Linked DNA regions of Mus musculus: regions 1, 2, 4, 5, 6 and 7 are each linked to region 3. Evidence: chromatin contacts called from public Hi-C, HiChIP or PLAC-seq and promoter capture Hi-C data. All regions are on one chromosome and are shown on one strand. Each heading gives the region's core, a stretch centred on a gene start, on an enhancer-like site or on the middle of the called end of the contact. The rest is flanking DNA. Distances are from core to core; before and after follow the strand shown.

The links. Promoter capture Hi-C pulls out the DNA fragments that hold promoters and counts their contacts. A called contact is a pair of places that touch in the nucleus more often than the background predicts. HiChIP or PLAC-seq counts read pairs in DNA pulled down with a chosen protein or histone mark.
Region 1: a Hi-C map of cortical neurons shows a contact between it and region 3, with 7 times the contacts expected there. The contact joins the enhancer-like site here to the promoter of Slc41a3 in region 3. A contact is called at or near these places in 2 of 39 promoter capture datasets (hippocampal neurons and pre-B cells), 1 of 15 datasets of contacts at CTCF or cohesin (embryonic stem cells), 8 of 484 Hi-C or Micro-C datasets (the N1E-115 cell line, cortical neurons, embryonic stem cells and 2 more), 3 of 115 datasets of contacts at active chromatin or transcription factors (bone marrow-derived macrophages, kidney and pancreatic cancer cells) and 1 of 9 other capture datasets (embryonic stem cells).
Region 2: a promoter capture Hi-C map of stem cell-derived epiblast-like cells shows a contact between it and region 3, with 7 times the contacts expected there. The contact joins the enhancer-like site here to the promoter of Slc41a3 in region 3. A contact is called at or near these places in 20 of 39 promoter capture datasets (the 3T3-L1 cell line, 3T3-L1-derived adipocytes, the C10 cell line and 12 more), 1 of 15 datasets of contacts at CTCF or cohesin (embryonic stem cells), 4 of 484 Hi-C or Micro-C datasets (embryonic stem cells, induced pluripotent stem cells and liver), 3 of 115 datasets of contacts at active chromatin or transcription factors (bone marrow-derived macrophages, embryonic limb bud and forebrain) and 1 of 9 other capture datasets (embryonic stem cells).
Region 4: a promoter capture Hi-C map of hippocampal neurons shows a contact between it and region 3, with 2.1 times the contacts expected there. The contact joins the enhancer-like site here to the promoter of Slc41a3 in region 3. A contact is called at or near these places in 4 of 39 promoter capture datasets (3T3-L1-derived adipocytes, the C10 cell line, hippocampal neurons and 1 more), 4 of 484 Hi-C or Micro-C datasets (cortical neurons, embryonic stem cells, myocytes and 1 more) and 1 of 115 datasets of contacts at active chromatin or transcription factors (bone marrow-derived macrophages).
Region 5: a contact with region 3 is called in a FOXA1 HiChIP or PLAC-seq map of pancreatic cancer cells. The contact joins the promoter of Wnt7a here to the promoter of Slc41a3 in region 3. A contact is called at or near these places in 3 of 39 promoter capture datasets (the C10 cell line, cranial neural crest and hippocampal neurons), 3 of 484 Hi-C or Micro-C datasets (cerebellum, cortical neurons and embryonic stem cells) and 3 of 115 datasets of contacts at active chromatin or transcription factors (embryonic forebrain, neural tube and pancreatic cancer cells).
Region 6: a promoter capture Hi-C map of embryonic stem cells shows a contact between it and region 3, with 15 times the contacts expected there. The contact joins the enhancer-like site here to the promoter of Slc41a3 in region 3. A contact is called at or near these places in 7 of 39 promoter capture datasets (the 3T3-L1 cell line, 3T3-L1-derived adipocytes, embryonic stem cells and 3 more) and 1 of 115 datasets of contacts at active chromatin or transcription factors (pancreatic cancer cells).
Region 7: a promoter capture Hi-C map of hippocampal neurons shows a contact between it and region 3, with 2.4 times the contacts expected there. The contact joins the enhancer-like site here to the promoter of Slc41a3 in region 3. A contact is called at or near these places in 15 of 39 promoter capture datasets (the 3T3-L1 cell line, 3T3-L1-derived adipocytes, the HPC-7 cell line and 10 more) and 1 of 9 other capture datasets (embryonic stem cells).

Annotation. Positions count from the first base shown.
Region 1 is chr6:91,283,375-91,286,428 of GRCm38.p6, forward strand. No RefSeq gene overlaps it. Among named protein-coding and RNA genes, the nearest start is that of Fbln2, 72 kb to the left of the region's middle. Within about 2 kb of position 1,792, at least 64 of the 459 cell types and tissues checked have an H3K27ac peak or open chromatin away from gene starts, as enhancers often do. A contact at or near this core is called in the N1E-115 cell line, cortical neurons, hippocampal neurons and 1 more, where this site is marked.
Region 2 is chr6:89,658,765-89,661,712 of GRCm38.p6, forward strand. Txnrd3 (thioredoxin reductase 3) reads left to right here. Exons shown (of 16, transcript NM_001178058.1): 7 at 2,695-2,837. Among named protein-coding and RNA genes, the nearest start is that of Txnrd3, 16 kb to the left of the region's middle. Within about 2 kb of position 1,472, at least 12 of the 459 cell types and tissues checked have an H3K27ac peak or open chromatin away from gene starts, as enhancers often do.
Region 3 is chr6:90,603,223-90,606,613 of GRCm38.p6, forward strand. Slc41a3 (solute carrier family 41, member 3) reads left to right here and starts at 1,658. Exons shown (of 11, transcript NM_027868.2): 1 at 1,658-1,786.
Region 4 is chr6:91,258,202-91,261,392 of GRCm38.p6, forward strand. Fbln2 (fibulin 2) reads left to right here. Exons shown (of 18, transcript NM_007992.2): 9 at 1,429-1,569. Among named protein-coding and RNA genes, the nearest start is that of Fbln2, 47 kb to the left of the region's middle. Within about 2 kb of position 1,755, at least 103 of the 459 cell types and tissues checked have an H3K27ac peak or open chromatin away from gene starts, as enhancers often do. A contact at or near this core is called in 3T3-L1-derived adipocytes, hippocampal neurons and myocytes, where this site is marked.
Region 5 is chr6:91,409,856-91,413,142 of GRCm38.p6, forward strand. It overlaps Wnt7a (wingless-type MMTV integration site family, member 7A), which reads right to left and starts at 1,498. Exons shown (of 4, transcript NM_009527.4): 1 at 1,184-1,498. The coding sequence starts at 1,254. It overlaps Gm30437 (a long non-coding RNA gene), which reads left to right and starts at 1,473. Exons shown (of 2, transcript XR_377869.4): 1 at 1,473-2,156; 2 at 2,251-2,861.
Region 6 is chr6:89,705,471-89,708,827 of GRCm38.p6, forward strand. No RefSeq gene overlaps it. Among named protein-coding and RNA genes, the nearest start is that of Vmn1r40, 7.1 kb to the right of the region's middle. Within about 2 kb of position 1,296, at least 19 of the 459 cell types and tissues checked have an H3K27ac peak or open chromatin away from gene starts, as enhancers often do.
Region 7 is chr6:89,611,797-89,615,091 of GRCm38.p6, forward strand. No RefSeq gene overlaps it. Among named protein-coding and RNA genes, the nearest start is that of Chchd6, 18 kb to the left of the region's middle. RefSeq lists an enhancer at 1,243-3,295. Within about 2 kb of position 1,990, at least 57 of the 459 cell types and tissues checked have an H3K27ac peak or open chromatin away from gene starts, as enhancers often do. A contact at or near this core is called in hippocampal neurons, where this site is marked.

The sequences.
Region 1 (3,054 bases), core at 542-3,041, 680 kb after region 3:
TACCACGGCTGGGGGACAAGAACTCCAGCACCAAGAAGGCCAAGTGTGCCATGACCCAAGTCTGGGCTGTTCTCTCTGTGGTTGAGGCTGGGAGGCCTCAGCTTCTTCACTGTGAACAGCACAGCCTTGGCAGCCATACCCTGGCCTACTCACTGTACACCGCCTGCACACTGAAATTTGTGCCCCAGACTAACCTGTCCTCTTGGGGAGTCTCCTCCAGACCACATGGCCTTTGCATAACATCCCACTTGTGGCTCCAGACATGGCTGCTTCTAAACAGGTAGGAGTAAGGCGGGGTTCTGCATGGAGGAGAAGGAGGAGTGAGGGGGAAGAAGGGGCTATGATGATGGTAAACTGAGTCCCAGTTAGTGGCACCAGGTGTGGCATAAAGCAAAGAAATGTTTGTAGAGAATTTAAACAACCTTGCGCACACAGCTCAGTGGAAAGGCAGGTCTTTTTCAGATAGTCGACAGTTGTGTTTGTCAAAATGTTCAGTCTATGGGCAGAGCAAAAATGCAGCAGTGGGTTGGGTGACCATGAGAGGGGTGAATGAGAAAGGTGTGCATAGGGTAGTCCAAGCTGGAACAGGAGGGAGGAGAGATAGCCCCTTGGCAACTCCATTGCTTTGGGCTAGAAATATGACTCCTCTTTCACACTCCCATATTCTATCTATTGGACCCCAGAACATTCTAGATCTCCCCCCCTCTGTTCCCCAACATTCACACCCCTGGTGAGTTCTGCAGAATGAACTCTGAGGACATTCCCGAACTTGACCCCATCCCTCCGTAAGCTTCTCTATTTCAGACCATCCTCGTGTGCAGACCTAGCTGCTCCGGCCTGATCCCTGCCCCATGTCTCTCTTGCTGCTAGCCTCCAATGCCCCAGCGTGCCTCTGCAGGAGACTTGCTTCTGTGGATACAGCCCTTTTCTGCAGTGCCTGACTGCTTGGGCTAACCTACCCCTGCCCACCTAGGGTTCCCTGGAGCCGCCACATCTCCCAGATGCTCGGTAGGCTAAAGTTGCTGCCTGGCCTGGGACCACTCCCTTTGCCCCAGACATTGCTTCCTGATGTTCAGAAGGCCTCTTTCCTTTCCTCTTTTCCAGAAGGCCCCACTACCCCATGTGTTTTCTCAGGCATGCCCTTGCTGGCCACCAGGTCTTCCATGATGACCCTCCTCACCACCGTGCTCTTCCTCTCCCTAGAGAAGTGTAGCTTCCTCAGAGCTTGGTCACTTACAGATAGTGTTCCTGTCCTCAGTGTGAAATAGCGGGGGCTTCAGGAAACAGGTGCTCTAGGAAACATGATGGACTTTCAGTGGGAAACCTGGGTGTCTTGGATAGTAGGGGAACTTGCAACATGTCCCTATCCTTTCCCCAAACTCAGTCTCCCTACCTGTGTTCTAAGGCTCAGCTCCCCTTCTCACAGCTAGTAGCATCGTGTTGGGGGAACCAAGCCTTTCCTTTATCCTTGAAGAGGGTTACCATGGAAACAGTCTTGGCTCGGGCTTAGGGAGCATCCAGTCCTTTGTTAGACTTGGGCCTGCCTTCGGCTTCCCCCTCCCCCGGCTTCCCCATCCCCCGTAGCCTGAGATCTAGCTGTGAAGAGACCAGTGACTAAGGCGGGGCCGCACAGGGAGGGGGGCATTATTTTGGCTGTACACCCCTCCCCTTCCCTCCCCAAATTGATGTTTGCGTCACCAGTTTGAAAAGCTCTCGAGGACAGGGCAGTGTAGCCGGAAGATCAAGTCCCTGGGCACTTGACCCAGAGGCATATTCCCAACCCACGTGGCTTTAGGGACCAGCTCTCCGCCCTTTTCCGTGCCCCGGGCCCTGGCATTTCCCGCTCTCCGTTCTGCAGTGATAAGCAGGGTGGGCGCCGTTGCCTGCTCGCGCCCACCGGGGCAGGATGTGGGCCTGGCGGGTGCGCAGCGTAGTCAGCGTGGCCACAGGTGGACACTCCCGGGTCCCTCTTCAGGGCCCACATATCCAGAGCGGGACAGCTGCTCACGGGGAGGCCGCGGTGAAGTCGGGCCGTTGACTCCGGGCTCTGACTTTCAGCCTGGCTTGGAGCCATGGGGCAGGCATGCCGGGACTCTCAGGAAGAGCCCGGACTCCAGCGGCAGGTGGCGAAGCTCAGCTGCTGAGTGCCAGTCCCTAGCGTGGCCAGCCGCCTTTGGCCAGTGCAGCTAGGGCGTGCGCCAAAGCCACCGCCGCTGAGGATGTTGGACGCCACCAGGAGGCGCTGCGAGCGTCGCGGATCGTCAGTGCGTGTGTCCGAGCGGTGGCTCTGGCAGAAAGCTATCCAGGCGCAGGGGCGCTAGGCGCTGGTCCGCGGAAAGCCGAGGCGCAGGTCCTAGAACTTTCTACCCGGAGATCACACACTCTGAGCCCTGCTGATTGCAGGTCTCTGCTCCAGATCGCAGGGCTGGTGCGCTAAGGGTTTCAGTAGAGAGCAGGGCTTAGACACTGCAGCCCACGGCCCTGTCCTGTCCCGCAGAATTCAGATCTCCGTTCTGCCTTTTCCCATCTGTGAGACATAGGCAAGTTCCTAGACTTCTTGGTGTCTGATTTTCCTGCCTTGTGAGATGAGATTGCTGCGAGTAGCGGGTTCACCGGGTTGCGACAGGAAACCTGGATCACTCCCAGATGTACACATGTTCCTGCCCATCACAGCACGGTTGACTAGTAGGTTGGGCGATGCGGGGCCTCAGCAGTGGAGACACAGAGAAGCAAGTCGCTGAGCACTGTGTCCTGGCAGGTGCTCGTGAGGACCAGACGGCATTTAGACTAAACTTTTCTCCTCCTGGCGAGACAAGAACAATGAGAGGCTCCCCCAGGTTGATTTGGGAGGCAAATTCAGTGCCAGACCACCCTCTTCCTCCCAGCAGAGACCGTCGCCCTTGGTCGTTGTGCTCTCGGTTGTCCTCCCGCGTCATACAGTCTACGCCCCTCGGAGGCTGCCCACTGGTGTGCAGACTGTAGTGGACAGCATCCCGCAGCGGGCGAATGCTTATAGTGCGGGGCTTGTTGCCTGACACATTAGAGGGCCTGCAG
Region 2 (2,948 bases), core at 222-2,721, 940 kb before region 3:
TGCCAGCCATAACAAGCTAAAAATACAGTGAAAAATGACAAAAATGACGAGATGCCTTGGAGCAAAGCTAGCGGTGTACATGGGAAGACTGTTAGTGCTATGAATTAGAGGGGTTGTCTCAATATTATGAAGAGGCCATATCTCAAGATTATCTCATGACTATGCAGACCCATCACAATCTGAGACCTTATTTTTTTCCTTCAAAGCTCAAAAGTGATCATTTTAAAGTTTATATTGAAAATAAACTTGTGAGACGAGCTGAGCTTTCTCAGAACAGAGGGTGACTTTTCTCATCCGGTTTGTTCGGAAGGAACAGACACAGAGTGGAACACAGCCAGGCCCTAGATTTGGCCAGTCAGTCTCCCTGGAAAACTCAGGGGATCTGGGACGTGGTTACGGGATATGCAGGCTGATGCACGGCCATGTTTGGGACCCTACTTTTTACAGTAAAAGTCATTTGGCTTGTGAAGAGAATGTATAGGACCCCTGTAGTCAAAGTTCCCCAGAGAGGAAAGGTCTTTAAGGGGTGGGGCTTAGAAATGTGCCTCTGTAAAGAACTTTGCATCTGAGAGTATATAAAACAACCTTTCCAGGATGCAAAAGCCTAGGGCTCCCCTTACCCTAGCTAGTGTCCTGGGAAGGCCCCATGTCCACATTGACTGTACTGGGGACTGGAGAGGAGAGGGGCTTTCTGGGGGGGGGGTGGGTGTGGAGAAAGGGAGGGAGAGAGGGAGGGAGGGAGGGAACGACAGAGGCAGGCCATGACCCTTGGCTGCCGATTTTTTCTGGGCTGTCATCTAGTTATGACCAGATTCCCCAGGCAGGCAGGCCCTTATGTCATATAAATGTGGAACTATGCAGTTGTGTATGAGCTTTTAGATCCAGCTTTTTTAGACAAGATGGAATCCCACCTAGAAGAGGCAGGGGTGGCAGAAAGGCCCAGCAGTTGAATCCTAGCCTTGTGTCAGATAGAACATTGTAAGACAAAAGGCAACTCTGAGTTCAAACTTCATTTATTATAAAGAAATGTAAGGACCAGAGTGTTGCTTTGTAGCAGTTTGTGGTTTTCACCAGGAAGGAGTGACAGCAGGATGTCGCCCTCTAGTGTTACAGGCCTTGAGCCGCATCAGCAGCAGGGAGGGATGGGTATCTTGGGAGGCTTAGGAAGTCGGGATTCCCCATCCCTAGGCGATATGAGTTTTGAAGTTTGTCATGGCTGCCTCAACTCACTGCTTTTCAGGCAGCCATCATCTGTAGGTGACACAGATCTGACTCTTCAGGAGTCTTTGCTACCTCTGCCCCTTGTCAAGAACTCTGATGGTTCCCAAAGCCCTGACCTTGGCTTCAGGGCTTGGCCTCTGATTGTCCATTTCATCCAGAGCAGCCCCGCCTCCTTTGCTACCAAGGCCTCTGTTGGAACCTGGCTCCCCTCTTCTGTAGTCTTGCCCGCTGGCTGCTCTCCCAGCTCCACCTCTGTTGCAGCTGTTATAGCAGTGGGTGCTCCATAGTCTGCTGTCCCTGCTGCTGTTCTCAGTTCAGCCCACTCTACTAAAAATACACAAGGTAGCCACCTCGAGATAAGTGTTTTACTTGGCCTAATATTACAACCCTAAGGGAGGCAGCACAGGAGAGGTCTCCCACACCCTGATTGGCTGAATGAGAGGAACACTCTTATGTCCAGAGAAGGGACATTGCCACCACCAGAACAAACCTTCCACACAAAGGAAAAGCCTCTATTTGCATCAGTCATAGTCAAATCACTGTCTCTCTTAGCACCAGGCACAGCAGTCTCTCTGCTGGGTTGCTGGAGGAAGAACTCCCACTTGGGCCTTAGAAAGTGGCTGCAGAGTCATCAAGTGGTCACTAAGGCTCGGGACAGCAGAGAATGTGGTGCAGACTGTTTGAGTCAGCCCTGGCTGGGGCTGCACCTGCTCCTGGCTGGAGCTGGAACAGGCAGCTGTGGTGGTTGTACAGTTTCTTTAAGGTATCTGTATAGTGTTCAAAATGGCTGTGGTGGCATCCTGCTGGCTGTATGTCCTCTTGCTTATGGCAGCCAGGGCACAAGGGACATTGTAACAGCTGCCAAGGAGGGAGTCAGGTCACCCATCTCCCAACTTCCTTGTTCATCTCTAGGCAAATGGACACCAGAAGCAGAGCTTATGTTGTGAACATACCCTGTGATTTTAGCAGTGTTGTACAGTGCTCAGCACCTGTCAATGCCCAAGGAGAAGGGTTTCTGTGTCTGTCTCAACTGGAGGACTTCTTCCTACCCAAGGGGCTGGGAGAAGCATACGCCCCACGGTGTAAGAAGGGCTTCTGGGAGGTGCTCCCTGTGACAGAGTGCCCCCCCCCTTGCATGGTGGGCATCACCATGTGGGATGCGCACCTCTCTGTGGCTTTTTCTTCTCAGAACTCTGTCTCTTCTCTCTCCCACACTTTGTAATGTAAAGCTGAAAGATGAAAGCATAGCAGGAGCAGGAAAGATTAAGGGGCACCATGATCTTGTCTTTAAAACAGTGGCTCATGTGATCAAACAATCTGCCTGGATGTAGTGGTGCACACATAATTCCTGGGAGGCAGGAGGATCACAAGTTCAAGGCCAGCCTGGGCTACAGAGAAATCCCCTGTTTCCAAAGTAAAGGAAATACCAGCAACAAAACCTCACTGTGTTCCTTTATCCTGGTTATTTCTCAGTGAAGCACAACTGGGAGGCCATGACAGAAGCTATCCAGAGCCACATTGGCTCCTTGAACTGGGGCTACAGGGTAACCCTTCGGGAGAAAGGCGTGACCTATGTCAACTCCTTCGGGGAGTTTGTGGACCTGCATAAAATAAAGGTACGCTGTGGATCTGCTGGGTTCATTGTCTCCTCTACTGTCATTGAATTTGGCCTTGCACGGAAATTAAAATTCCCTGTTGTACATTATCAGCTGGCGTGGCACACTTAC
Region 3 (3,391 bases), core at 408-2,907:
ACCCATGAAAGGGCACCAGCTCTGCACAGCCCAGGCTGCATGCCAGTGAGTGGCAGGCCGAGGACCGAGTCCTAAAGACTGTACTTTCTCCCTTCATTGCCTCTGCTTGTTTATTTGCTGATGTCCCCAAGCCCTGCAGAGTCCCTGCTGACACCCTGCTCTGCTCCTGCCCGCCTCTGGCTACCTCTGTCCTCAGGGAGTACCCGCTTCATGTGAGGTCTAGTGGGTGGTGACCTTGTCCTGCTCTCTGCTCTTTCTAGTCGGCTATCTCTGAGTTTCCCAGAACTCACGTGTTGCCATGTTGGTAGTGAACCTCCTGTTGTCTTTTCTGCCTCTCCTTTTCACTGTCACAGGGCTTTCTGGGTCAGCCTTTAATCAAAGGGTTTGTGATGGAGGGATCAGGGGCTGAGGTCCAGGGTTCTCTTCAAGACTGTGACACCAGTTATTGCTTTTCCCTGTTCTAGTCAGACCTAAGATTCTGCTACCCCCCACCTGCCCACAGTGCCTCAGTCTGGGAATCAAACTCGTTAAACCTTTATGAAACCTTCAAAAGTATGGGCTAAAATAAACCCTTTTCTTTGTATAAGTTGATTTTGTTACAATAAATGAAAGCATATCAACATGGAGTTCAAGGTTCATGGATGGCTATTCCTGGTGACGCCTCCCTCCTACTGTCTTTCTATGTCTCACCTGCATGCACACAGGGAGAATGAGCTGGCAGGGTCTCTTCCTGAGAGGACTCCAGTCGCATTGTGACTGCACCCTGTGACTTCACTTGTTCATTGCTACCTCTTACATAAGCTGGATTGACAAATGCAATCACTTTGGGAGCTTGGAATTCAGCACTATATTTTGACAATGTAAGCCATCCAGTCTGTAAATTCTCCTAACATGTGGAACACTGTCATCTGTTTTTGTTTTGTTTTTCATTTGCTGGGGACAGAATCCAGGAACTGGGCTTGCATCTCCCCGGGCCTTGCCCTGTCATACTTTTTTTGTGTTGTATTCTTCAAAACTACTGTCTTACAGGTCTTGCACATCCGGTTTCTGCAGGTGCAGTTGGCAGCTTAGAATCCAGCCAGGGCTCAGGATTCTTGAATCAGCCAAGAGCCATAAGTGGGGGCACGGGATAGATTGTAGGAGCTGGTGTCCACTGAGGCTCACCACTGCTGGCTGAGTCTTCCAAGGCTGTATCTTGATAAGAGTGAGAGGATCACACATGTTGAAGGACAGAAGAACTTTCATGACACATACACAAGTGTTCAAAGGTGAAATATTCAGAAATGTCAGATTGAAAACTGAACAGGCAAATGTGTATCCTAAGGGAAGCTGGCCCTTGCAGTGTGCTACTGGAGGCTACTCCGTCGCCCAGCCCCGCCCCCGCCCGTGGCCCCGCCCGTGACCCCGCCCTACTCATGGTCCTGTTCCGGGGTCTAGCTTCTTCTTTCTTGGCCCCACCCCAAGCGGCACCGCCTCTGAGGCGTGTCATTGGGTCCTTCGGCACCCAGGGAGCATCCCTGCACACCCCACTGCTCGATCAGAGAGCTGTCCTGACTAAAAGGCTTTAAAAATTGGGTTTTTCAAGCGCCACCTCTGTGGATTGGCCCCGCCCACAACACTCGCCCAGCAACCCTCCCCTCCTGTGGCCCCGCCCCTCTGTCTGGACGCCTAGGCAGGGCGGGGCTGGCCCGCCTGCTGCCCTTCTCGCTTCCTCCCGCCGCAGGCCTCCACAGTGTCCAGCGCGCGCCTGGCCGCCTCGCTTTCGCCGCCGGCCGGGAGAGGACCGGTAAGCGCGGGCAGGAGCTGGACTGGGAGCCGGGGAAGCCAAGGGAAAGCGGAGCGTCAATGGCCCTCGGGATGGGGCGTGGGGCACAGGATCTGTCTTAGGCACACTGGGCGGGTCAGTTTGTGGCATCCTCGCTCCAAAGGTCTGCAGGGACCCGCCCCGCTGATCTCTCTCCCTCTGCCTGTGATGAACCCCAGAGCGCCTGACTCTAGGGGTTATGGTTAACTCCTTCAGCACCCCGAGATCATCCTTGACCACCCTAAGGCAGGCTCAGCGAGCTGTCCCTGCGCTCCAGGTTGTCAAGCTAGAGGTTGTTCAGACTTGAGAAGATCCCTCAGTCTACCAGATCCTTTCTATAAATCTTTTAAAACTCAGGTTTTCAAACTGCTTCTTCGCCACGGAGACCACTTAGAGACGCAGCCATTCCAACCTGACCCAGATATCTAGATGAGCTTGCTCTGCTTCCTGACGCTGGCTGGCCTCATGCTGGTACTATGGTAGCTTAAGAACCACGACTGTAAAGTAGTACAGAAGAGCCTGGAGTCAGGCCAAGTGCCCTGTAAGGAAAATATACTATAGAAGGGTATAGTGATCTCCCCTTATTGCAGGGAGTTACAAACATGTTCCCAAAGAGTGTCTGAATCCTGGAATGATATCCAGACATATAGATTGTTTTCCTAATATACATACCTATGGTAGAGCTTAACTTGTGAACTAGACACAGTAAAAGATGAACACCCCTAAGGTAGGGCAGGTGTAATCATATACTGTGATACAATTGTCACCATCACTATACTTGTGCCATTATTAAGTAGACTAAGCGTTGCTTGGCCAACAGCTCAGCCACCCTAACAACTGTTGAGAGGGTGACTAGCTGATGGGCAGCATCTGCAGCATAGATCCCTATGCCGAGGAGTGCTGCATGTTCTAGGAGGGACAGTGTAGTGTTAACTGAATCGGTCCACCATGCTGCTCAGAACTGAGCACAAAACCTACAAATTCTTTATTTCTAGAAATGTTCTCTTAATATTTTTGGTAGTAAGCAAAACCTCTGAAGGTACCCTAGGATAAAGGGTCTTACAGCGCTCCGTTCATACTCTGAGGTGGATGGTATTTTGCTCTCCCAAGGTCACACATCTGCGAAGAGGAGAAACTGGGATTCGAACCCTGAGTTTGGGTTCCCGTACATTCCCACCGGAATGTTCTATAAAGTCAAGAAGATAAAGTGCAGATGTGCTCTCCTTATTCTACATAGTGGGCAGCTAAGAGGCAACCCATCCATCCCAGAAACTCAGCCCACCCGCCTCGTGTTAGAATCTCCCTGTCTCAGTCAAGTGGGCATCAGTTTGTGTGCTGTGCCAGAGGGATGCTTAGTACCTGACTGTTGAGCAGGTGCTCACAGGCCTGTGTTTAAGGCCAATCTCTCCGGGCAGTAGGATGCTTCTGAATGGTAGTGTTTAGTGCCTGAATGAGGCACCAGTGACAGTATTCTCATTAGACACTTGAACATTCCCAGTGAATCTTCAGTCACCTTCATGGAGGTCCCTGCTGATGGGCCAGGATATCCCCGACTGGTGCCGATGTCTGCTGGATGCCGACTGCTAG
Region 4 (3,191 bases), core at 505-3,004, 660 kb after region 3:
TATGGACCATTCTCAACTCACTGCTCCCTGAGGGCTGGTGTGGTCTACAAGGCTAAGCTTACTTTGTGATCTCTGAGTTCATCCATGCTCCAGCCCAAGGTGGAGAAAGAGAGAAGGGAGCGATGTGTCACTGTGTTGGATGTGTCACTGTGTTGGTGGCAGCATCCAGAAGTGACCTCCTCCCCCACATGCCTGCAGTCATGGAGAGGGAATTGACATTGGTGGCGGTGAGCTTCCTCTGCCAGTCACAGTGAAGAACATCACTCTTCATGTCATTGTGACTGGCAGAGGAAGCTCACCGCCACCAATGTCATGTAGATAGGACCTCTCAGTACACAGTATACAACGGGAACAGTGGTTCTGACGCCTATTGGTTGGCTTCCTCAGTGAGTTTTGTTTGAACTAGTTTGAGGGTCCTAGGATCTTACCCCTCCTGTCTTAGCAGAAGCAGGATAGAGAGCCAAGTCTAGGATATGTATGGGCTCAGGCTCAGAAGGCATGGTCTGAATATCTGCATAGAATGATCAGGCTTGTCCAAAAGGATGCCCACGTTCTTCTCTGAAGCTCACATCCCACATACTCTAGAGGCTCTGTATGTAACTGACACCCTCCAGTGAGTCCAGAGAAGGTGCTAAAGCACAGAGCCTGGTGACAACTGATTGGCCTTTCTCTCTGATGATGGAGACAACAGACCCAGGGGATAATGTGTTCTTTGAGCTCTGATTCTCCCCAGGGCTCTCAGCTCTGACCCCTCTCAGGGACCTGCTGCCCGAGGCCCAGTCTACTGCCTCTGCCAGACACTGGCGCACTGCAGCAGGAAGAGTGGAGGGGAACAGGGCAGAGGCTGCAAAGACACACCTGTGAGGGCATGTACAGCTCCCACACAGGAGGAGGCCTGTCTCCTTTTGTTCTCAGGAATAATCACAGGGATTCTCTGCTGGGACAGCCTGAGGATTTTAAAAATATCTCCAGATTTGAGTTTCTGGAGAAACTTCATAAAGCTTCTTTTCATGGAGGCCCTTCTGTATAGCCTTAGCCTGGCAGCCTCTGGAGCCCTCCTCCCCATCCCCTTCTGTGAATGATACTGGCCTGGAACCCCAGAGCCCTTGAAATTTCAGACCCTACTGTTGTTATCTCTTTGGTTGCTGTAGACTTGGGCATTATTACCAAGCATGGGTTGGGGAAAGTTTGCTGCCTGGGGTTTACTCTGGGCTGGCTGCTTATCCTCTCTGAGTCTCTCTCCATCTGCCCTTACTGGGCAGTAGGGGCAGCTCTAACATCTTTGAGTTTTACAAACTCAACTTGGGTCTAAGGTTCAGCTGCCCCCTGACAGGCGCACACAGGTTCTTTATCTCTCTCTCCCCGGATGCCCCTGGCAGACACGCCTCTCTAACAGCCTTCTGTTTTTCCTTCCGTGGCTGTCATTAGACCAAGACGAGTGTTTGATGGGCACTCACGATTGTAGCTGGAAACAGTTCTGTGTGAACACCCTGGGATCCTTCTACTGTGTCAACCACACAGTGCTGTGTGCAGAGGGCTATATCCTCAACGCACATAGGAAGTGTGTGGGTAAGCTAGAGCCCCTGCCTGCCGCCGCCCACGTCACGGCTGTCTGCTCTGCTCCACGCCAACCCACCACATAGTGCCACATGCTAAAGGGCCTACTACCCTTTGCATGTGAGCTCCCACACAGCAGCCTGCCGAGCTCTGTGTCATACCCTCGTGTCCTGGTGTCTTGTCCCGCTTGTTCTCCATGGCTGTGTTCCCAGATATGCCCGTGACTCAGAAAGCTAATGGGATGTCTCAGGGATGGGCCAGAGACAGGAAGGCCAGATGTGGACAGCAGGGCCATGTAGCAGTGTGGAAGCAGGGAGGCCTGGGTGGGAGGCAGGACCCCAGTGGCTCTGGCTCTTGTCTTTTCTCAGTTATTGGAAGCTACTGACAGCGACGAGGATTCGGGTGCATGTGCCGTGTGCACATAGTCTGGGTCACACATCCTGTTACCTCGGCCACTTAGCTTGCTTGTAGATTTATCTGGGATCTCCCGAGAGGCAAGTAGATTGTCCTGGTCCAGCTGGCCCAGTTCAACATCCATTTGCTGTGTGACCCTGAACAAATGTTACTTTCCCCTCTGAGCCTTCCTTCAATGGACAAGGAAGATGTGAGCCCTGTGTAAACCTGCACGTGGCTGGGCCTCTTGTCTATCTATGCCTGAATAGGCCGGGGCTGGGATTCTGGAGTTCTGTGGACAAGGAAGGACTCCATACTGTCTTGTGTCTGAGTTACCTGGTATTCTCACTGAGGAAAAAATGTAAGCCCTGGCTTCCTGCATCTCAGAGATAACACTGAGTAGAGGAGAAGTCAGGCAGACTGGCTGATGCAATGATGGGGAAACAGGCAAAGGGAGACTTCACTCTTGCCAACTGGCACCCAGAGGAAAGAGGAATAGCTCCACCTATTCCCAAGGATGGGTGGGAATTGGCGATGGGAAAAGCCACAAAACAGGACAGTTTTGAAGACAGTTGGGACAGAGGTGTGGAGGTGGGACCAGGGCACACAGTGCTCAGGGCTTGCGGCCAGAGTCCTGTCTGTCTTGCCTGTGCTTGGGGACCATGTCCAGCCTGGACATGTCCTCTTCCTCCCCTGCACCGCTGGGCAGCAGTGCTGGCTGACATGTTTGCCTCGCTGCACCCACGGTACAACATGGCCCTCCTGATGTGCTTGCCAGTGATGGCAGTTCCTCCTGGGTGGACTGGGTTTGTGTGTGTGTGTGTGTGCGCTGGGAGGCATGTGGGTCCCCTCTCAGGATGTCCCCCCATTTGCCACTCCCTGGCTTGGCAGCTATGACCTCTGCTGCAGGGTTCTTAGCGGCTGAAAGATGAGCCCACGGATGAGAAAGCCAAGATACATTCCATTCAGCAAGATTTATGAACCAGCTCTGCATTGCTTCCCTCTTTATTCTGCACAAGCTATCAGTCACTCTCCTCCCACTTCAAGCCAACATCACTTGGGGGCTCGGGGGTTCTGCAGTTGCTCTGCTCAGGTGCAGGAACTCAGATAGGGGAGGAGCAGGACCATGCTGGGATGAGTGTGGCTTCACTGAAGTCCATAACCTCTCTGAGCCCTAGTTTCCCCACTCCACAAAAGAGGCATCTGCATCTGAAGGTCACCATGGAGACCGGGTGCATTAG
Region 5 (3,287 bases), core at 248-2,747, 810 kb after region 3:
AGCCATCCAGACGCGGGCGAATCAATAACACTTAAAACACACCCGCAGGCAGGCAGCGCGCGAGCCCAGAAGCCGCCTCTCGATCCGCGGTTGGGCTGGAGGCCGCCTAGTCCACTCAGAGCGCACTTGGTTTTGAAATCCCATTCCAGAGAGGTGGGGTTGGGGAAGTGGGAACCCTGAGGGTGGCGGCGGAGAAACACAAAGGGTCTGCCACACACGCCCCCTGGCCTTGGGTCCAGTTCTTCCCAAGGCAGCGACAGGAGGTTCACAGGTAGTAGGGGTGTATAGAGAGAGGCAGGTGTGAAGCCTCCCAAGGTAGCCCTTTGGCGCTAGGACCTCTGTCTATGATTAAAGCCCCCCACGTCCCCAAAACCGTGCTGCACACAAGTCACTTCCTAAGTACAAAGAGAGGCCGCGCAACGCAGCGCAAGAAGCCACCTGCTTCCACTTTCCAGTTAGAGTGTCTCCTGCCCCACCTCCTGACGCCTGGGTTCTTTGGCTCCCACCCCAGCGACCCCAGGGTCGGCTGTCTTGCTTTCTTTGGGTGGCGGCTAGAGAGCGTCTCTCCTTGGTGTCTCCGACTAGCCATTAACTATCTCTGGTCGTACTATTTGGTTCTGATTGTTAAATGTGCTGTCCTCCTAGCTTGGGAAGGGGGTCTGAGGGCCGCTGGAAATGAGGCGGTGCCAGAGCTCTGAAAGGTGGTTTATGCTTTTGCCAGGGAACACCCCCAGTCCTGGGCCCACGTTTGCTACATGAGTAGCCCTGTCTGCAAAAGGGCTGCGCTCACAATATCGCGCGTAGAATTCCTGCTGGGAATTGAGCTCTCTAGGGGTGGCTGTGGTCCTGCCGGATCTACTGTGCTTGTGGCTTGCGCGCAGGGGCGGGGGGTGGGGCGGTTCCTGGGGACCCCATAGAGCAGATATTCGCTTCCAGAAACACTTAACTGTCTGTTTCTGGAGGTATCCCTGACTCTGAGATCCTTGGGATGGCCGATCCCCTGCCCGAGTCTGTGGAATTGCGTGCGCCCCTGGGTTGTCCGCTCACGGGGAGCCTTTGTGCCCTCAGGGTTCCTGCACCTCCCACTGCCTCTCCTGAGCTAAGTTGGGCAGCGCGCCTCCCTCCCGGGCCCAGTCAACTTTGCCTCCGTCGCACGCGCGGAAAGAACGCGCGCGGTGCTTACCCGATCCGGAGGTAGACTATGCCCAGGCTGAGAAAGAGGTGGCCCAGGCAGCGCCGCGCTTTCCGGGTCATAGTCCCCGCTGGTGGCGGGTGCCACGGGCCGGGCTGTGCTGATCCCGCCAGCCGGGCCCGGCGGGGCAATCCACATAGCCTGCGCAGGGGGCGCGGGCCGAGGCTCCCTGGGCGGTCCGTCGGTGCGTCGGTCCGCGCTAGGCACTGGAGACTGTCCCAGAGCGCGGGAGCCGCGGAGCCAGAGGAGGGGAGAACAAGCGCAACAAGGGGCGCCGCTGCGCGCCAGCGATCGCGGCAAGTGTTTGAGGCGCGGGGACTGCGGGGCGCTGCTGCCTCCCGCCCCCGCCCCTCCCTCTCCGCCCTTCCCCCGCCCGCCTCCCGGAGCGCCCGCCCCGCGCCCAAGCGCCCGCGGGTCGAGGATGTCTGCCCCGAGCGCGCTCCCGCGGCGCTCCTCCGAGCTCGCGGCGGTGGGAGGCGGGGGCGTGGAGCGGAGTTGGGGGTGGAGGGCGGTGGAATCCTGCCTGCCTAGCATCCTTCGCTAACTCGCAGGTTGAGACCAGCAGGTGCCCAAGGGCCATCCTCTGGGTGTAGAGGATATAGGCTCATTTCAGAACCCTCACGCCTTGTTAGAGCTCTGTCACACGGGCCAGAAACAGGGAACTGGGGTGGAGACTCCTGCAGAACTACTACCCCACACATTCTCTCCTCACCCTCGTCTGTGCGAGGGGCTGATTGCACCTAAGGCGAGACGTGACAGGATCCTCCGGAATCTTGCTACCGGTGGAGACTTGGAATTGGACTGGAGCCCAATGACCAGTAGCAGAACCTGAGAACACGCGCAGGTGAAAGCTCAGAGCGCTCTCACGGCGACACCTGCTGGGTGCGGCAGGTGGTGCATTCTGGCCTTTTGTCTTTCTGATCAGAGACACGCAGCCCAAGTTTCAGTTGGAGAAACTGAGGAGGTGAAGTCAAACTCAAAGTCACTAACAGGTGAATAGCCAGATTGGAACAAGGTAGCCCCAACTCTAGTGACCCCTACTCTTCTCTCCACTCCAGGCCTGCTTAGCCTTCCAGACTGCAGTTCTTCATGCATACCTTCATGTACAGCCGCTGTTCACGCATGCGTCCACGGGCTACTGGCGCCAGCCATGCTGACAACCGTGGATTCAAGGAACACGGGAGACCTTGGTCTGGGTACAGCCTGGGGGGGGGGCGCTTTCAGAATATGGCCACTACATTGTTCAACCAATCTCCATTGCAAGGAGTTCTCTGTGCGCGCCTTCCTTGCCTCTGGGCAAGCCTGTGATAGCTTCCTCATTGACAGGTGCAGATGATGGTAAATGGATACGTACAGGAGCCCTGTCCAGTAAGCACATGCATAGCTTCAGATGGCACCGGCTGGTGAGAAGGTCACAGGACCGGGGACCGGGCAATGGGAAAGAGGGTTCTGTGCACTAAAATGTTTGTTTTAGCTCTGAGGAAGTGGCTGGGCTGTCCGCAGCAGATCACAGGATTTGGGCCCATTATGGTAGAAGCTAGGAGTGGGTGAAGGAGGAGCAAGGATGAAGAGAAAGAAAGCCAGTGATGTGGAGGGAAGAGAGGGGGACTGTATTCCTAGAAGAGTTTGGAGTCCAATGGAGACCCTGGAGAATAAAGCAGGTAACTCATTTGTGTGTGTGTGTATCTCTGGGTGTCCCATGGAGACACTGATGGGGGCTGGGAAGGGAATTGGACACTGGGGAGCCTGTTGGACTAGGGAGACTTCAACATGGGTTCAGGGACAGATGGGACATTTGTGCTGGAGAACTTTTATTGCCGTTTTGGCATGAATCTGACTGAAGTGGAGATAGCCTTGACCCACTGGTCCCCCAGCTTCCACCTCAGGGGTGCTGGGATTACAGACTGTGCACTCCCACCCTGCTTTATAGGATGTCAGGGATTGAACCTAGTTCTTTTCTAGTGCTAAACCAGTACTTTCCCAACTAAGCTATATCACCCCCCCCAAGCCTGGGGGTGCTTTCAGAACATGGCCACTACAATGTTCAGACGTTCTCCATTGCAAGTTCTCTGTGTCCTCCTGGCTCGCCTCTGAG
Region 6 (3,357 bases), core at 46-2,545, 900 kb before region 3:
AATGCAAATCAAAATAACCCTGGAAATCAGTCTGTTGGTTCCTCAGAAAATTGTACATAGTTTATCTGAGGACTCAGCTATGGGACTCCTCTGGTGTATATATCCAGGAGATGCTCCAGCATATAAGAAGGACACATGCTACACTATGTTCATAGCAGCCATATTTATAATAGCCAGAAGCTGGAAAGAACCCAGATGTCCTTCAACAGAGCAATGGATTCACAAAATGTGGTACATTTACACAATGACTTCACAAAATTCACAGGCAATGGATGGGACTTGAAAATATCATCCTGAGTGAGATGATCCATTTACAAAAGAACACACGTTATGTACTCACTGATTAGCCCAAATACTTGGAATACCCAAGATTCAAATCACAAGCCATATGAACCCTAAAAAGAAGGAATACCAAAATGCGGATGCTTCAGTGCCTTTTAGAAGCAGGAACAAAATACTCATAGGAGGAAATAAGGAGACAAAGTGTGGAGCAGAGACTGAAGGAAAAGCCATCCAGAGACTGCCCATCCATACCTTATACAGTGGCCCAACCCAGACAGAAGTTAATGTGAATGCTGGGAAGTGTTTGCTGATGGAAGCCTTATATGTCTGTCTTCTGAGAGACTCTGCCAAAGCCTGACAAATATAAAGGCGATGCTTGCAACCAAACATTGGACTGAGTGTGGGGGTCCCTGATGGAGGAGTTGGAGAAGGGACTGAAGGAGCTGAGCGGGTTTGCAGCTCCATGGAGGAAGCAGCAGTGTCAACAGGCCAGACCCCTGTAGCTCCCAGTGACTGGACCACCAACCAAAGAATACACATGCATGGATCCATGGCACTAGCAGCACATGTGGCAGAAGATGGCCTTGTTGGATATCAGTGGGTGGAGAGGCCCTTGGGCCTGAGGGTGTTTGATGACCCAGTGAAGGGGAAAGCCAGGGTGGGAAGTTGGGAATGGGTAGGTGGTTAGGGGAGCACCCTCATAGAGGCAGGGGGAGGGAGGGTGTGATAGGGGGTTTCCGAAGGGGAGACCTGGAAAGGGAAAAATAGTTGAAATGTAAATAAAGAAAATATCCAATAAAAATGACAAAAAAGGAAATGATGTCATTGTATATGTATAAAAAGGAGGCAGGCTATCGCATACAGTTGAACAGGGAGGCAGGTTTAGCTGCTCTTAGGGATAACTGTCCTGTAGGGGTCAGTCTTCAGGCTTTAAGTATCTGGGCAAGGGGAAGCTATGGTGGACATTCTCTGCACACACCGAGAACATTCCTATTTGGACCACAGGAATGCTTTGACATCCCACCAAGCTTTACTCAGGGAAGGTTTTGTCCTTTCCTTGGGTCTAAGTCACTGGTCATTGACAGAGCTGTGCCAATGCCAAATTACCCACATTCTTTCAGGACTTGGCTAGTTCCCTACAGAATCATCCATGAGTCAGATCTCTCTTAACCTCTGAGAAATGTTCCAGTTCATTTGGAGAGCAGCACTGTCATGGTGGGAAAGCAGCAGGCACGGTTGCTGGAATAAGAAACTGAGAAGTCACATCTTGAACCCAAACAAAGCAGAGAGTGAACAGGAGGTGGTAGTAGGACTTTAGGCTAAACCTTGCCTATGCTGGTTTCAGGTGCCCATGACTGCCTCACAAAAGACTTTCAGCTGTGCCTCTCTTTCTCTAAACTTTCCTATCACTTCTTTTTAAATTTATTTGTAAATTTTACTCACGGCAAGAATCCTGAAGCTGAGCATATGGAAATTAAGGCATACAGAAGCAATTCTACCTGGAATCCTGACATTCTACCTGAGTACTGTTCCAGCAAACGCTGCCAATTAACACTGTAAGGCATAAGCCTCAGAGCTGATGGTAAGTCATGGGAGGCCCAGGAGTTTCTCCTCCCAGAGCAGAAACTATTGCTAAATATGAAATGGTTTGGGATTGATTATACCTCAGGTTCAAAATGAGCAAAGTTAGAGTTGTCTAATTGGTGCAAACTTTCTGATCCCTCCCGAAGGTATTGCAAGATAACTCAGATAAAGTTTGTGCCCAGCCCTCCCCTGATGGCTGTTATCCAGATCACAGGGAGTAAGATCAAAGGCAAGGAAGATGCTCCACTGGAGTGCCAGGTCTCCATGCTCCACAGTGAGAACTTGTCACGTTCTACGGACACTAAAATTACAAATTGCTCACATGCATTAAAGACTCCCTTAATCCTGTGCAGGATCTCCCTAGGCATAGAGTCCTATCCTGCCATGTCTATATTGGTAAGTGTCCTGCACCCAAATGCAGAATACCAGGAAGGCTGAGGTCAGAGGAGTTTCCAGGCTACAAGGAGGTTTTCAGTGTCTACATTGGAGACCCTGAGCTCTGATGGCTCTTCAGCACAGAGGACTATGTTCTGCATGGGTAACAAACATGTTTTCTTAGGATATCCATTTTCTGTAACTCCTAAAATTCATCAATTTTGCACACCTCTGGAATATCCATAGATTTTTGGTTTGCATTCATTTTTTAAAAGTATATAACTCTCTGTCTCAGCACTTAAATCACACAGTGAATTTTCAAGCTTATTCTTTCCTACAGATCTTCTCATGGTATCAAGGAAATCTTTTTTTTTTTTTTGGTTTTTCGAGACAGGGTTTCTCTGTGTAGCCCTGGCTGTCCTGGAACTCACTCTGTAGACCAGGCTGGCCTTGAACTCAGAAATCCACCTGCGTCTGCCTCCCAAGTGCTGGAATGAAAGGTGTGCACCACTACGCCCGACTTATCAAGGAAATCGTAAACCCTCAGCTTAATATAATGTCTTCAGCTCTGTGTCTGTCTAGAACTGTTTTGGACTTGACTTTTTTGGTTTGAATAATTCATAGATTTAATACTGTGGTGGTTTGAATATGCTTGGCACAGAGAGTCACACTACTAGGAGGTGTGGCCTTGTTGTAATAGGTGTGGCCTTGTTGGAGGAGGTGTGCCACTGTAGGCATGGGCTTTAATACCCTTGTCCTAGCTTCCTGGAAGCCAATCTCTTACTGTCTGTTTTTGAAACTAGATGTAGATTTCTCAGCTCTTCCTGCACCATGCCTGCCTCATGGATGCTGCCCTGCTACTGTCTTGATGATAAAGTACTGAGCCTCTGAATCTGTAAGCCAGTCCCAATTAAATGTTGTCCTTATAAGTGTTGCCTTGGTTATGGTGTCTGTTCACATCAGTAAAACCCTAAGAAAGAAGTTGGTACCAGAGACTGGGGGTATTGCTTTGATAGGCCTGACATGCTTTTTCTTGTAAGAATGTGAATTTTGGGACTTTGGCTTTGGAGTGTAGTGGGATGCTTTAAGTGGGTCTTAATGGGTCATCTTGTAGGA
Region 7 (3,295 bases), core at 740-3,239, 990 kb before region 3:
TTCGATGTGTCAATTTTTGTCATTATTTTCTAAGTTAGTCGGATTCTTTTCAGAACGTATTTGCGTACCTGAATTTTGACATGTTCTGCCTGACAGTTTCAGAGTTTCAGATATTTCATTGAGGTCTTTGATCAACTTGATATTGGTTTTGGTGCAGAGTTAGAGACCAATCTATCTCCATTCATCTACATGTGGATATCCAGGTTTTTTTTTTAACCCTACTTGTCTAAGAAGCTGTCTTCTCTCCAACGTATGCTTTGACACTTTTGTCAAAACTTGGGTGGCTGTAGCTACAGGGCTTATTTCTAGGTCCTCTGTTCTATTCTGTGGGTCTTTGTGTCTATTTTGGGGCCTGGGCTGTTCCTGTCATTACGGCTCTGTGGTAGTTTGTGGGCAGATATAGAGATGCCTCTAGCACAGGCTTCTCTCAACCTGTGGGTCAATACCCCATTGGGATCAAATGACCCTTTCACAGGGGTTGCCTAAGACCATCGGGAAAACACAGATAATTTACACTGCAATTCATAACAGTAGCAAAGTTGCAGTTATAAAATAGTAACAAAATAATCTTATGGTTGGGGGAGTCACCACACAAAGAGCTGTATGAAAGAGCCCCAGCATTAGGAAGGTTGAGAACCACTGCTCTAGCAAACCCTGTAATATCCCTTTGTCTCCTTGGGCTTTTTTGTGCTTTCATAGAAATTTTAGGATTCTTTTTTTCTAGTCCTGTGAAGAATGTCATTGGCATTTTGATGAATGTTGCGCTGAATATGAAGATCTCTTTGGTAATATGACATTTCACAATTATGTTTTATTTCTCACTCAAAATGTGGGTAAACAGGAAGGCAATCCTGGCTCACAGGGCCCCCTCATGCTTTAACTACACCGCTGGTGGGGAAACAAGACTCCATTGTCAAGTCAGCAGGAAAAGCAAGGCTGGGAGACTGGAGGGACCACACATGTCCCTGCCATTCCTCTGGTGGGACTGGCCACACAGTCCCCTGCTTGCAGTGGCTGAGAGGAGCTGTCTGTCCTGAAGAAGGAAGAGGAAATTGACTCAGACAGTGACAGGGCTCATCAGCGTCTCCTGTCCATCTGAGAAAACAGGCCTGCAGCAGGCAGGAGATCGAGCACATGGAGGAGCATGAAGAACCAAGAACCAAGAACTAAGAACCAAGAACCAAGAACCAAGAACCAAGAACCAAGAACCAAGAACCAAGAACCAAGAACCAAGAACCAAGGCACAGCACTTCAGGAGCAGATTGTGTGGAAGAAGTGTCTTTGTATGTTCCTGCTGAGGGCGGCCCTATTTCCAGCAACTTCCACCTCAGGAGGATGTGTCACCTGGCCAGGGTTTTAAAAGACACTTGCTTCCATGGCCTGCCTTTGTTCTTTTATTTCATTGTTCACTAAGTAAACTAACAAACAAACTCCCTATATTGAAGTCCGAAAACTTCAGGTGAGGAGTGGGTCCCTGCATGGAGAAGGAGGCCAAATGAAGAGTGCACCCATGGAAAGACTGGGTGGACCCCAGGTCCAGTGCCACTAGGGAGAAGGGACTGGAGAGACTGGGCCCAGATGGCGCAAACATCCATCCTCCTGCAGTTGAACCCTAGCTTCTTCAGCCACATCTCTCAGTTGGACCGACTGGAGCATCAGTTCCCACCCGCGACACAGAATGAGACACAGTGGGGTGGGGGTGGGGCTCATGCTTTTCTGACTGTTGAGGATGATTAATGCCTCAGCCCATAAAGTGCATGCTACCCAGGCTTCAGGACACAACGTTCTCTCGCCACACAAAGGAAATCTTTCCCAAAGCCATCTTCTGGAGTCACGCTGGCCAGTCCTGGTCACACATTTTACCCCTAAACCAGACTGTGCCAGAGGACCTGAGAGGGCTATGGCTGCTTGAGACTATCGTCATTCATCCCTTACAAAAACCAGCCCACTCCACCTTTGTTTACAGCCCTTTTCTCCAAGCCCTGATAAGCCCCCATTTGCACAGCCATCTGTTCCTGCCAAGGCTGGATTGTTAGCTGTGTGCTGTGTATGCAGCGGGAGTATGCTGCGTCTGCGCCAAGTGTGTGCGTGTATGTATGTGTGTGTGTGTGTGTGTGTGTGTGTGTGTGTGTGTGCGTGCACACAGGCTTGTGCGCTAGTCACTGCAGATAAGGAGTAAGTCAGCTCAGACAATGAAGCTGCTCAGTCCATTGTTTCAAAGCCGTGTGCTGAGGTCCCCACCTGCTTTCCCAGAAAACCAGGAAATTCTCAGTGCAAGACAAAGCCTCCAGATGGGAGAAATTAGCCAAGCGGTGTTAGTGGCTCAAGCAGAAAGTCAGGAGCAACCTCCTTGGCCCCAATTTCCTTTTTTGCCTTTCAGAGTTTTAAGCTTCAGCTTTGGCCCTGGGTTTGACTGTTTAACCAAGTGGATGGCTGCTTAGCTGAGCTCTGGAGGGCCAGCTTCCCCTGACTCTGCCACAGGAATCACCTTTCAGAGCACTCCCAGACAGGGATGCCTGGGTGTGGGAGAGGACAGGAACATAGATGGCCGAGAATTTCAGGGAAAAAGAGAAGTTAGCTTGATAAAGCAAATGGGCTCAGAGCTCTCTGGGATTGCTGTGAGCCTGGCTTGTTCAGTCTGGACTGCTTCCTCTCTGTCCTTCCTCCCTACACACATGGGGTTGGGGGTGGGGGTGGGGGTGGGGGTGATGGGTGAGAAGGGAGAGAGAGAGGAGAGAGAGAGAGAGAGAGAGAGAGAGAGAGAGAGAGAGAGAGAGTTAATTCTGTTATCTGAAGGGCAAGGCTGGGCTTCCAGGTCTCTGTCTGCTGAGGTCTTGCTCTGCTCCCAGGCCGTATCTGAAGGGAACTGCGTATATATCTAGCTCACCTGAAACAGGTCCAGTCTTCGGTGGCCATAGCCAGACCAAAATACAGGCTCTAGACTCAAGAGCAGCCATGAGCTTTGCCAGAGCTCACAGGACCCAAAGGGCAGCCAGCTGAGCTACTGGCTCTAGACCTAGCACCTAGGACAGCACCCAGGGCTCATTGACATTCATTAAATTATTGAATCAGTGACTGTTGGACTTGCTTCAGGGTAACTAGTTAATGCCTTACCTGATGGTGACATTCCAAGGATCCAGAAGGAATGTGGACATTAGGGTTCCTCCCTAAAGAAGTGTACTTCCCTCCCTCATCCCAGGCTGCAACAGGCAAGGGGAGAGCGTCCCTCACCACCCCCAGCCCCTCACAGGGTTTCTGTGACCCCAAGCAGTTAAGCAAATGTACAGTTACAGAA